3 separate regions of the Mus musculus genome follow, and all the other regions are linked to region 1. Evidence: chromatin contacts called from public HiChIP or PLAC-seq and promoter capture Hi-C data. All regions are on one chromosome and are shown on one strand. Each heading gives the region's core, a stretch centred on a gene start, on an enhancer-like site or on the middle of the called end of the contact. The rest is flanking DNA. Distances are from core to core; before and after follow the strand shown.

Evidence for each region. Promoter capture Hi-C pulls out the DNA fragments that hold promoters and counts their contacts. HiChIP or PLAC-seq counts read pairs in DNA pulled down with a chosen protein or histone mark.
Region 2: a contact with region 1 is called in a promoter capture Hi-C map of the 3T3-L1 cell line, with 3 times the contacts expected there. The contact joins the promoter of Rasgrp3 here to the enhancer-like site in region 1. A contact is called at or near these places in 7 of 39 promoter capture datasets (the 3T3-L1 cell line, cranial neural crest, hippocampal neurons and 4 more).
Region 3: a contact with region 1 is called in a CTCF HiChIP or PLAC-seq map of the NIH/3T3 cell line, with 6 read pairs. The contact joins two enhancer-like sites.

Annotation. Positions count from the first base shown.
Region 1 is chr17:74,844,590-74,848,187 of GRCm38.p6, forward strand. The region is part of intron 16 of Ttc27 (tetratricopeptide repeat domain 27); the gene reads left to right. Among named protein-coding and RNA genes, the nearest start is that of Gm31759, 100 kb to the right of the region's middle. Within about 2 kb of position 1,777, at least 81 of the 459 cell types and tissues checked have an H3K27ac peak or open chromatin away from gene starts, as enhancers often do. A contact at or near this core is called in the NIH/3T3 cell line, where this site is marked.
Region 2 is chr17:75,433,987-75,437,584 of GRCm38.p6, forward strand. Rasgrp3 (RAS, guanyl releasing protein 3) reads left to right here and starts at 1,919. Exons shown (of 17, transcript NM_001166493.1): 1 at 1,919-2,182.
Region 3 is chr17:75,367,755-75,371,352 of GRCm38.p6, forward strand. The region is part of intron 31 of Ltbp1 (latent transforming growth factor beta binding protein 1); the gene reads left to right. Among named protein-coding and RNA genes, the nearest start is that of Rasgrp3, 66 kb to the right of the region's middle. Within about 2 kb of position 1,802, at least 17 of the 459 cell types and tissues checked have an H3K27ac peak or open chromatin away from gene starts, as enhancers often do. A contact at or near this core is called in the NIH/3T3 cell line, where this site is marked.

The DNA of each region.
Region 1 (3,598 bases), core at 527-3,026:
CACATCCATCTCTGTGAGCCACATTTCTCCCTGGTTTCTTGGTTTTAGTCTTATTCTTGGTAAGTTGGCAATCATTTGGAAAAGGAATTTCAGTTTTATATATTAATATCTTATTTGTTTTTAAGAAGTAACACAACTGATTGCTTAGTATGTTCCTGCCACTTAACACAGATTATCTTTATAGAGCACACGGTACTTGGAGTGGACACTAAAGATTCTTCAGCATGGCGTCAGTTGAGCATGAGGCCCAGGAAGTGGATCTGGTTAGTGGAAGTTGAAGGACAGTCAGTGGCAGTGTGCCTTAGTGTCTGACTGAGGGAGGATTTATGTGAGGTACCTCTCCTCATCAGGTTAATATGCTAGTGAATTGTTTCTAATAAAGTGTTCTTAGTTGAGGTATAAGTTACTAGTAATAAAACATGGAGATTTTTTTAGCTTTATACATTTTGACTGTTATATATTCTAATATAATCCGACTCCCATTTTTGTCACTGCAGAGTCCTATTTATGTTCCAGTTTAGTCAGTTGAGCCACCACCCTTCCCCCAACTAAGAAACAGCTTTGAGGCTTCTGTTACCACAGCTCACTGTCGCTTTCCTCGAGTATCACAAAACTGTCCCGTGTAGCTGTGTGTCGGTGGTATTCTTTGTGTAGATTTCTGGCAGATATTTTCTTTGGAGTCATGAAAAGGTGCTATTGATGGTCAGCAGGGCAGGTTGCCAACCAAATTAAAGTCTGAGAATAAATGATGATTGAGTATTACCTGAGAGAAAGAGAGAGGAAACAGGCTCACTTTGTATAAATTACAGCTTTGGAAAATAGATGCTATCTCTGTTTTACTGGAGGAACCTGAGGCTCAGCAAGGTAAGCTAATAAAGTAGATGTGTTTTAGCTGGCAGGCAGTAGAAGGCAGGAAAGCCAGGGCTGGAAATCTGGCTCGCACGTGTGTGTGTGTGTGTGTGTGTGTGTGTGTGTGTGTGTGTGTGTGTGTGTACGTGTGTGTACGTGTGTGTACGTGTGTGTGTGCTCGTGAGTATACACATGCAGATGTATGCATACATGTGCCTGTGGAGGCCAGTGATCCCGTGTTAGTTGTGCCTCATCACCTTATTTTCATAGGCAGGGTCTCTCACTGAGGTGGAACCTGTGCACCTGGCAAGCATAGACAGCCAGTGAGCCCCAGCCATCCTCCTGTCTCTGCCTCCCTAGTTCTAGGATTATAGGCGCACCTGGTACGAGGGGTGCTGCAGATTCAAACTGAGGGCTTCACATTTTGAGCAAGGACATTACTCACTGAGCCATTTTCCTAGCACCAATCCATCACAACCCCTTAGAGCTTTTTGTTTTGTTTTTGTTATCAAGAAGGAACACAAAGGAAAATGCTCAGCTTCTGTCTTCTCTTCCTAATGAGGCTTTTGGGAATCCAAGAGTTAGGTTATCAGTCCAGGAAACAGCATCTTACTTGGAGAACTCCAAGTAGAGCAGAGTTAGGCAAACAGTGGAGGTGGGAAATTGCTTCATTTCTGGCCTGAAGCCCATCTGGAAGTTTTTGTAACAGGACCCGAGGTAGTCCTATTCCTTCCTGCTCTGAAGACCTCCAGGATTCAGAGGGCTGAACTCTGTGCAGCAGGCCAAGACTGTGATGAGATTTGGCTGAGGACGTCAAGGTTAGTGTGTTAGGGGAGAAGATGGAAATGCTCTTTTGCCAGACTGGCCAGCGTTTGTTTATGTTAGAACTGCCTCTCTGTTATGTGTGAGGCCTTCGCTCTTCCAGGACCTGTGTGGTGCTCACACAGCTGCACTTGGTACATTCCTCAAGCGTGGTCTGGCATAGAGGGGAGACATAGATGTTGAGCATAAAACACAAAACCAAACAACACAAGCCCCACCATCTGCCAGCCAAGAAAACCGAGCAGCTGGGAACAGCGGTGTCCAAGTACTGAGAGGCTGAGGCTGAGGGTCACAGTGTGAGGCCAGCCCAGGCCATTTAACACAACTTAACAAAAGAGGTGAGGGGCAAATTAGGACATTGTCAGGTTTTAAACCTCCAGGGATTTGTCACTGCAAGCCTCCCCTTCGGGAGCTTCTGACAGGGGTGTGGAGTGTTTGGATGCTGACTCATCAAGTCAGATGCTGACTCAGCCTGGATGAAGGGACACATGTCACACTCGATTCAGTGCATAAACATTATTGTAATAGGTTTATTACAATAAACTCTTTGTTTTCTACATGCTTCATCTACAGTTGGTTTTCTGTACAGTTTGTAATGAATTCGTTTAAAGAATTTGGTTTACATATGAAGTACACAATATCTAAAGACAGTCTGTTGACATAAACATTAGAAAGAGGCACCTGTGGAATTACAGAAGCAAGCGTTTTCACATTATTGAATTTTATACAAATGCCTGTAGTACTCTGTAAAACTAAAACTATGGCTTCCGTGTTTTCCTCAAGTGCACTTTCTAGATGAGGTTAACTCTCAAATTAGTCTCAGTAGATTTGAAAGGAATATTTTATAAAGTATCTTTTCCACAGGAAAACAACAACAACCAAAAAGAAAACAAAAACAAAAGTAAAACAAAAAATTTACAGAATGATGAAAAGTAAAGAACATGCTCTTAAATACCCAGCAGCTGTGCTGGTTGGAATGAGAACACCTGTAGATTTGATTGCTTGATCACTAGGGAGTGCCACCACTTGAAAGGATTAGAAGGTGTGGCTTTGCACATTTCAAGCTCAGGCTGGGACCTGTCTCTGTCTCTGTCTCTGTCTCTGTCTCTGTCTCCCCTCTTCTCTTCTCTTCTCCTCTCCTCTCTTTTCCCCCTCCCCCTCCTCCCTCTCCTCCCACCCTACCTCCACCCCTGCTGTCTGTGGATCTGGATGTAGAACTCTCAGCTCTCAGCTATTTATCCAGCACTATGTCTGCCTGCATGCTGCCATGCTCCTCATCATGTTAAAAATTGAGTAAACCTCTGAAAAACTTTAAGCGAGCCCCAGTTAATTGCTGTCCTGTCCTTGTGGCAGCTCTTCATAGCAGTAGAACACCTAGTAACACAGTAGATTAAATGAAAAATCAGAAAGTAGGTCTTAGGAGACACTTAGAAGTCCTAATAAGTTGGACATTTATGGCTAGCTGGATATTCATTTTAAAACACAGGAGAGATTTCAGGTCAGCAACTGATCTTTTTGTTTGCCTTTTGAAGACAGGGTCTCTCTATGTATTCATGACTGTTCTGGAACTTACTATGTAGACTGGTCTAGCCTGAGCTCACAGAAATCCACCTGCCTCTGCTTCTCGAGTCATGTGCCTAATGGAGAAGCATTGGGGTGGGGGTGGGGCGCACACAGTGGAGTGGGGCCAGGAATGGTATTGTGAGACAGGGCAGGGTGGAGGTATCTTATACCTTAAGAAACTACTAGATAAAGAGAAATGAACAAGCAAATAAAACCAAAGCTAGCAGAGCCAGGAAAACAATGAATATTAGAAAAATAGAGAGAAAGAGAGTAGAAATGTAGTGACAAACTGTAAATGGATGAACTAAGGAAGAAAGGGAAACAGGAGCACTGTTAACAGTTGTAGAAGTAAACCAGATGTAAG
Region 2 (3,598 bases), core at 669-3,168, 590 kb after region 1:
TTACTTTTAGTGTTTTTACAGTGCTGGGATTGAACCTAGGACCTCAAGCATACTAAGCAAGTACTCTACCATTAAGCTACGTTCTCGGTGCTGAATAAAAATTTGAAGCATGACATATGCAGCTATAATCAATTAAGAGCTACAGTGTGTGTGTGTGTGTGTGTGTGTGTGTGTATGTGTGTGTGCTTGAAACTAAATTGTTTTCCCATCCCTAACTTACTCCCCAATCTGCAGAATAAACTAGATCTCATTACCTTGTTGGAGTATGTGGAGTGAACTTGAGGGTGAGGACTGCCCACAGAAGAATGCAGTCCAGAGTTGGAGAGCTGGCCCAGTGGTTAAGAGCTCATCTGGCTCTTGCAGGGGACCTGGATTTAGTTCCTAGCACCCATGTCAGACATCTCACAACAGCTAATAACGCTAGTTCCATTGGATTTGACATCTCTAGTATCCAGTGGCATTAGAACTCATGGGTGTGCCCCCCACACACACGTAATTAGAAGTAAAACAAATCTTTAAAAAATAATACAGACCAGTTTATACTTCTACTTACTATTACACAAATGGTTGTTTCTCTACATATCAGTATCAGAAGTTAGCAAAAGTTTTAGCTGCTCGTCTGTTATGTGGGAAAAAATGCTATTATTTTGGGGTTTGCTTGCATTGTCAATAATATGAGGGAATTTGGATTGCAAGAATGCAGAAAAGCTATGTCTGTTTTTCCCATTCATATTAGATTCAGAAGGTATATTCCTTTTTTCTTTTCTTTCTTTCTTTCTTTCTTTTTCTTTCTTTTTTTTGGTATTTTGACTCAAGAAATTCTCTACTTTTTCTCTTAAAGACTTTTATAATTCCTCTGCATGTGTGTGTGAACACACACACACACACACACACACACACACACACACACTGGAGGGGTCACTTTGTAGAGGCCAGAGGAGGGTGTTGGCACTCTCAGAATTGGAGTTACAGGCATTTGTGGGATGCTGGGCTTATTCTATGGGTACTGGAAAACACTTTCTAGCCCCTAGGGTTGCTAGCAAGTGCTTGTAACCTGCTGAGTCAGCTTTCCAGCCTCAACATATTTTTAAATGAAAGGAGAGAATGAGTCTGACATGGTGCTCACTTTGTAATCCTAGTATTTGAGCGGTGAGGCAAGAGGATCACGAGTTTGAGCCTAGCTTGGGCTGTGTAGTAAGGCATCGTCTAAACTGTCTGAGGAAAGGAAAGGAAGGGAAGGGAAGGGAAAGGAAAGGAAAGGAAAGGAAAGGAAAGGAAAGGAAAGGAAAGGAAAGGAAAGGAAAGGAAAGGAAAGAAAAAAATAAGACAGAAAGCAAAAGAACAGAACAGAACCAGGTCTTCCTCCTGGTATTCAGGCACCCCCCCCCCACTCCCACAAATTTGTCTTTCAGGAAATGAAGGATGCAGTGTGAATCTGCTCGTGGTAGTTTACACAGAAAATGCTATTATTTCTGAATTCAAGCTTCGCTGGTGGGAAGTGACAACTTCTAGTCAAGTAGAGACTGAGGGACCAGTTAAGTCACAACTCAATGGCTCACACTAAAGTTGAATTATTTAGGTTAAATTTTCTTCAGTGTGTTTACCAGTGCAGACTTGGAAGGAACACACACACACACTCATACATGCATATGTGTGCACATGCACACGTGCGCACACACACATGCACACTGTACACACACACACACACACACACCTAACACACACACCTCTGACTGCCTTTTGAAATCAAATACATTTCCTGCCTCCTCTTTCCTCGGTACTCACAGCAGCAGCTTATTTATAGCACAGGAAAGGGGAAAAAAACAGCGCTCCACTGGAGGCCGGAAAACTAAGTAGGGAAAGAATAGGAGGAAGTGGGCCTGCCATTTAGCCAAACAGCCTTTACTTCATTGAGCTCAAAGCCTAGCCCCTTCAAGGTAGTGGTTTGTTGGGCACGAATAGGCTTGCAAATCTCTTTCTTTCTTTCTTCTTCTTTTTATTATTTTGCTTTTCCTCTTCACTTATGAATTGGACTTGAGCAATGGAGGGGACAACAGCTCTTTCAGGGGGAGCCCAGCCATCTTGAGGGGTTCAGGCACCTTGAAGAGACTTTCAAGAACCTGGTGAAAGGAGGATCCACACCTCTTGTGAACTTCCACTGACTACATGACTGCGGATTCGGGTATGTGTCCCTTTTAAGTTTGCGTCTTGCTATTTCTCACGTTTCCTTGGCTTTGCTTATTGGGCACAGGCAATATTTGTGATCTGAGGGCAGGTCCTACTATAACTGTAACACGAGCTTTGCTTGTGTCTCTGAAGAGTAGCCAGCCGTCAGAGTCAGCAATGGCATCCTGAGCTTCTGGTAGCAAGTGTGTATTTTACGGAAGTTGTTTTCTTGTGGTGACTTCCTTAAATCTCAGCATCATCTATAATCTCCCTGACGGTCATTTTTGAAAACATCTGCCTGACACTATTTGTGCTTTGTGTCAGGCTGGTCAGTAATCTGTCGGTCACTTCTTTGAGGAATACTGGTTTAGAATATACTTAATAACCATGTCTTTAAACACAACCAAACCATTGCTGAAGTTATTTTGCTGAAATTTAAGTTTTGTGTACAGCTGTGAAGATGAAAATTCATCTGGTACAAAGTTTCCTTTCTTAATCAATCATTCTTAAACAATGATGAACTTCTAAAACATAAAGGCAACATCCAAGCCCTGAGCTTTTCCAGAGACAGGAATTATTCATAGCAATTATTTACATCTGAGTTTTTTTCCAAAACCTTTCTGCTGTATAAATTTTGAGGGTCTTGAAAAAATATCCTTGTGCTTAGAAATGGAAAGGTGGGAGGGAAATTAAATAAACCTAAAAGAGTTGATGATGCTCACAAAAACTTGGAAGGCTTCTGGGGACATGCCGAGGGACATCCCTTGGCATTACGTGAATGCTTTTGTTTAAATGATGAGCCTGTGTGCTTCCAGGGCAGATAACCTCCACCTTTGCGTGGTAATGACGCTTGATTGATGTCAGCACAGTGACTGACCAAGAAGTAGGCTCTGCCAGTTGTTGAGAAGGAAACAGGTTGCTTTTCTTTCTGCCTCTCCTTGCATGAGATTTGTGTGTTTAGAGTTTGCAGCAAGAAGATAGCAAAGTTAAAAAAGCAGAACTGTGAGCCCACCAGAACTGGTGCGGAGCCCGGGGCTTCCTTCTAAGTCATGGTGGCTCTCTTTGGCCCTTTTCTCTGCTGAAAGAATTTAAGTGGGTATTTTGTTGTTGTTGTTGTTGTGCTGTTTTATATTGTTTTTCTGACTAGAAATTTGTAAGTCATTCCATGGAAATAGGTTCACAGAGATATTTTTTTAAAAACACAGGAAAAGCATGACTGTTTTGTTTGTACTGTTTTGAAACGCTTTGAAGAGACAAAGGGAAACACAGTGACTCGAGATTTCCGTGAGAGAGCTAAGCAAATCACTCTCCACGTTGGTTTCCCATGGCAGCACGGTATTTCCAAAGTCAGTTCTGAACCCAAGTTGTTCTATTGAGCTACCACACACATGGCTCTGGGGATGGCGACCTCGCTCTCAATAACCCTGATTCT
Region 3 (3,598 bases), core at 552-3,051, 520 kb after region 1:
TTATTTACTGCCTGTGACTGGTGAGCCAAACACCTTGTGTAATTCAATGTCATCGAATGGGTTTTCAGAAGAGACATTCACATCAGAGCTGGAGAGGTAGCTCAATGACTGAGAGAAAGCACTTGCTGATACTCCGGAGGACTTGAGTTTGGTTTTCAGTACCATGTCAGGTGGCTCACAACTATCTGTAACCCAAGGTCCGGAAGATCTAATGCCCTCTTTTAGCCTCTGCAGGCACCTTCACACACATGGCGTACAAGAGCTCGCGCACGCGCGCGCACACACACACACACTTACTCACTCATGTACACTAGATTCAAGTCAGCTGTGTTTTCTAATGTAATCAAATTCAAAGGCTCTTATAAAATATATAGCTACCTAATAGCTGATCATGAATCCACGGATGTAGAAATGATTGTTGTTATACAATTTTCTCTTCTACACTGCTGCTCCATAAACATAAAGATCAAGCCAGTGAGCAGAGAGTCTCATCTGAACTCCAGCCCTGGTTCTGAGGTTGGAAGGATGAGAGTACAGGGTTCTGCATTCTGACAAGTCTTGGTGAACATGCCTCCAGTGTATGTCCAACAGCTAGTGAGACACTGAGCAGCATCTGAGGAGGTTCAAACCTGCCCTCACAATGATAGTCACTAGTGTTTCAGAGGAACCAAAGAATGTGCGCGTTTTAAAACTGCATGCTCGGAACGCTGTCTCTGAGTCCTCTAAACGCACGATTTCTGCATTTCTAGACTATTGAGAAGGACAGCATTGTCCTTTGTTAATTTAAACTCTGGATTAACCCAGCCTGCCATCGCTGAACCTTCCAGTTTCTGAAGGAGGACCACCCTGTTTTAGGGAACGATTGGTTACTGATGGAAACAAGGCTGGGGGAGTTTGAAGAATAAATCGCAGTGCCTGCCATCAGCTTTGAGCATTAAAGTGCCGTGTAAAGTACAGCTCTGGCTCAAAACAGGCCTTCACACTTCTGGTCCAATAGGTCATAGGCATTAACTCTTGCTCAAGCGGCAAGTCTGGGAAGACTGGCACGTGGAGGCTGTGGGAGTGGCTCATTCCTTGAGCTCTCAGAAGCTAGACTCTGCCTTGTGTGTTGGCACTGCATGGGGGGGGGGAAGTGAGTGGAGGGTGAAGGATTTATGTTAGGAGAACCTCACACAAGAAGAACTATGTTCTTGTGTAATTTTGTTCACTTTGGGGGCCATTCTGGATTTGATGGCAGCCTTCAGCTAGTTAAAGGGGCCAAATGGCAGGCTCGTTTAGGAGAAAGCCCCTGATTATTGGTGGTAAGGTGAAGGGCGTGTGTCAGTGGTGTGGTGGCATGTGCTAACAACCTCTGCCTTCTAGAACTCCACAGGCTTCCCTATCTTGTTCCCACCCTGCCTCCTCTTCTTCCCGTCCACTTCTGCAATACCTTCTCTACCTGCCCTTACAATGTCAGTTGCTGGAGTCTCTTTTGGGAGGACATCGATATTTGATCCATTTATCATCCTGTGAACTGAGAATCTGAAAGGCAAGGCTGTTAAGAAAACCAAATAAGTTCAAACCAAATAAACCACTGTATCCATATTTCAGATGAGAGAAGGGAGAGGCAGGCTTTGCTCTCTGGGAAGTTTTCATGCCAGGCTGGAAGGAACTCGGAGTTATCAGAATGTGGGATCTTTGATTAGACATTTCCTGCTTGGTTTTCATGGGTCTCGGTGCCAGGAATTGTTGAAAGGCGCCCGCCCGGTTGGCTCTATCTTAGATGCACAACCACTGCCTCCTGCTGGAGGAGATGTGGCTGAGGAGGAGTAGCCTGCATTGTCAAGGCCTGCTCAATGCCAGAGTCAGATCCAGGCATCTTGCCTCCAGACTCTGTGGGTTTAGTGTGATCAAGTCCTCGCTCCCCCAGAACTCAAAGTGCATTTGAAATGCACAGCATTTTTTTTTGAAACATGAAAGTAACAGAGTGGCGAATTGAAGCTGAAACCTTTTAGTGTTCCTGTATGGTGTGCTGATGCAGGCAACAGGACGTGGTTTTAGAGTTAGTAGTGAGGGTTGCAAATCAAATGAAAGCAGTGTCAGCCATGCACATTGACGGGCCGGATGGGTCATGGGTCATATATACCCAGTTGGCCAATGATTCTTGCCCAAATAAAGCATAAACTTAATGTTTTTGGAATATATATATATATATATATATACACACACACACAAACATACATATACACACATATATAATATATATACATATATATGCATACATGCATATATACATATATACTGTTGTTATCAAACGAAGATAAACTTTTTTCTGTGAGCAATGAAAGGCAGACACATTTGAACACTAGATTCTATAGTACCCAGGAATCGCCGTGTTTATAATTAGACTATGTAAAGAATTTTACTCCCGATGGATAAATCATTCAGAAAGCCATGTTGTAAGGTAACTGAACATAAGGTCTTGATGGAGAGCTCCCTTCTAAAATGTATGCATGTCAGGTGCTTACCTAATGGGTTAACTAATGGGTTAACTGCAGTGTTGGGAGAGTGCCCCCTGTTGGTAGTCTCTTGTACTACAGCATACATCCACCTTAGAAGCATTCTTGAGAGCTCTGGTATTATTGGTCAGAGTGGCCCTCGCTTTCATTTTTTTGTTACAGTCTCAATGGAAATGGCAGTGGCACAAAGGCACACATTTCAATCATATTTTAATAGTGGTCAGTATATTAGAATTGTTGTCCTTTTAGATTGCAACTAAGCAGTCTGAAGATACAAATGCATATGAATACTGGGGTCACTAACTCTTTTGGGGAACACATCTTATGGATGTGTTTGAGTGACAGAAAACCAAACACCATAAGGAGAAATGAAACTGCCTGTGTCTGGAGCCGACTGATGAGCTGTGATACATCTGTCCAGTGGAGAATACTCTGCAGGCATTTTCTAACTGAAGCACAGCTACAGAGCCTGGTAGAGAATGCTGCTAAGCCATTTTTTAAACTTTTATTACATTTACTTATCGTGTGTGTGTGTGTGTGTATGTGTGTGTGTGTGTGTGTGTGTGTGTGTGTGTGTGTGTAGTGAGATCCTGTAGGTCTGGGTCAACAGGCTTGCCAGAAAACATCTTTACCCATTGAGCCATATTGCCAGCCATAGGCCATATTTTATACAGAGGCATAAAACAACTTGAGTAAACTGTCTTTTGCGTAATACATTCAAAGAAAGAACATGCATAGCTGTGTTGATGGCTTCTTATAAATTTATATCCTTTTCACTACTTGAGTTTGTTTTTAATACATATATATTGTATACAATCATCTCATTTAAAATAAACAGAAATGTTGACCTGAGACTTGAACTCAGAAAGCTGGGACTAGGTGTAATTATGTCATCTCTGTTTCCCGTGTGGGTGTTAAATGAGTGACTGATAAATAGCATGAGATGCATGAAGTGAATATACATGAGGATCCATGACAGTATTACCTAATGTCTCCTGTTTAGGTGGACGCTACCTAAAAGAAAGGATTTTCTTTTCAAATGATTAAGTTGCATAAGCCCTTCATGTACCTGCCTCTTAACACCAGTGTTATGGCCAGTA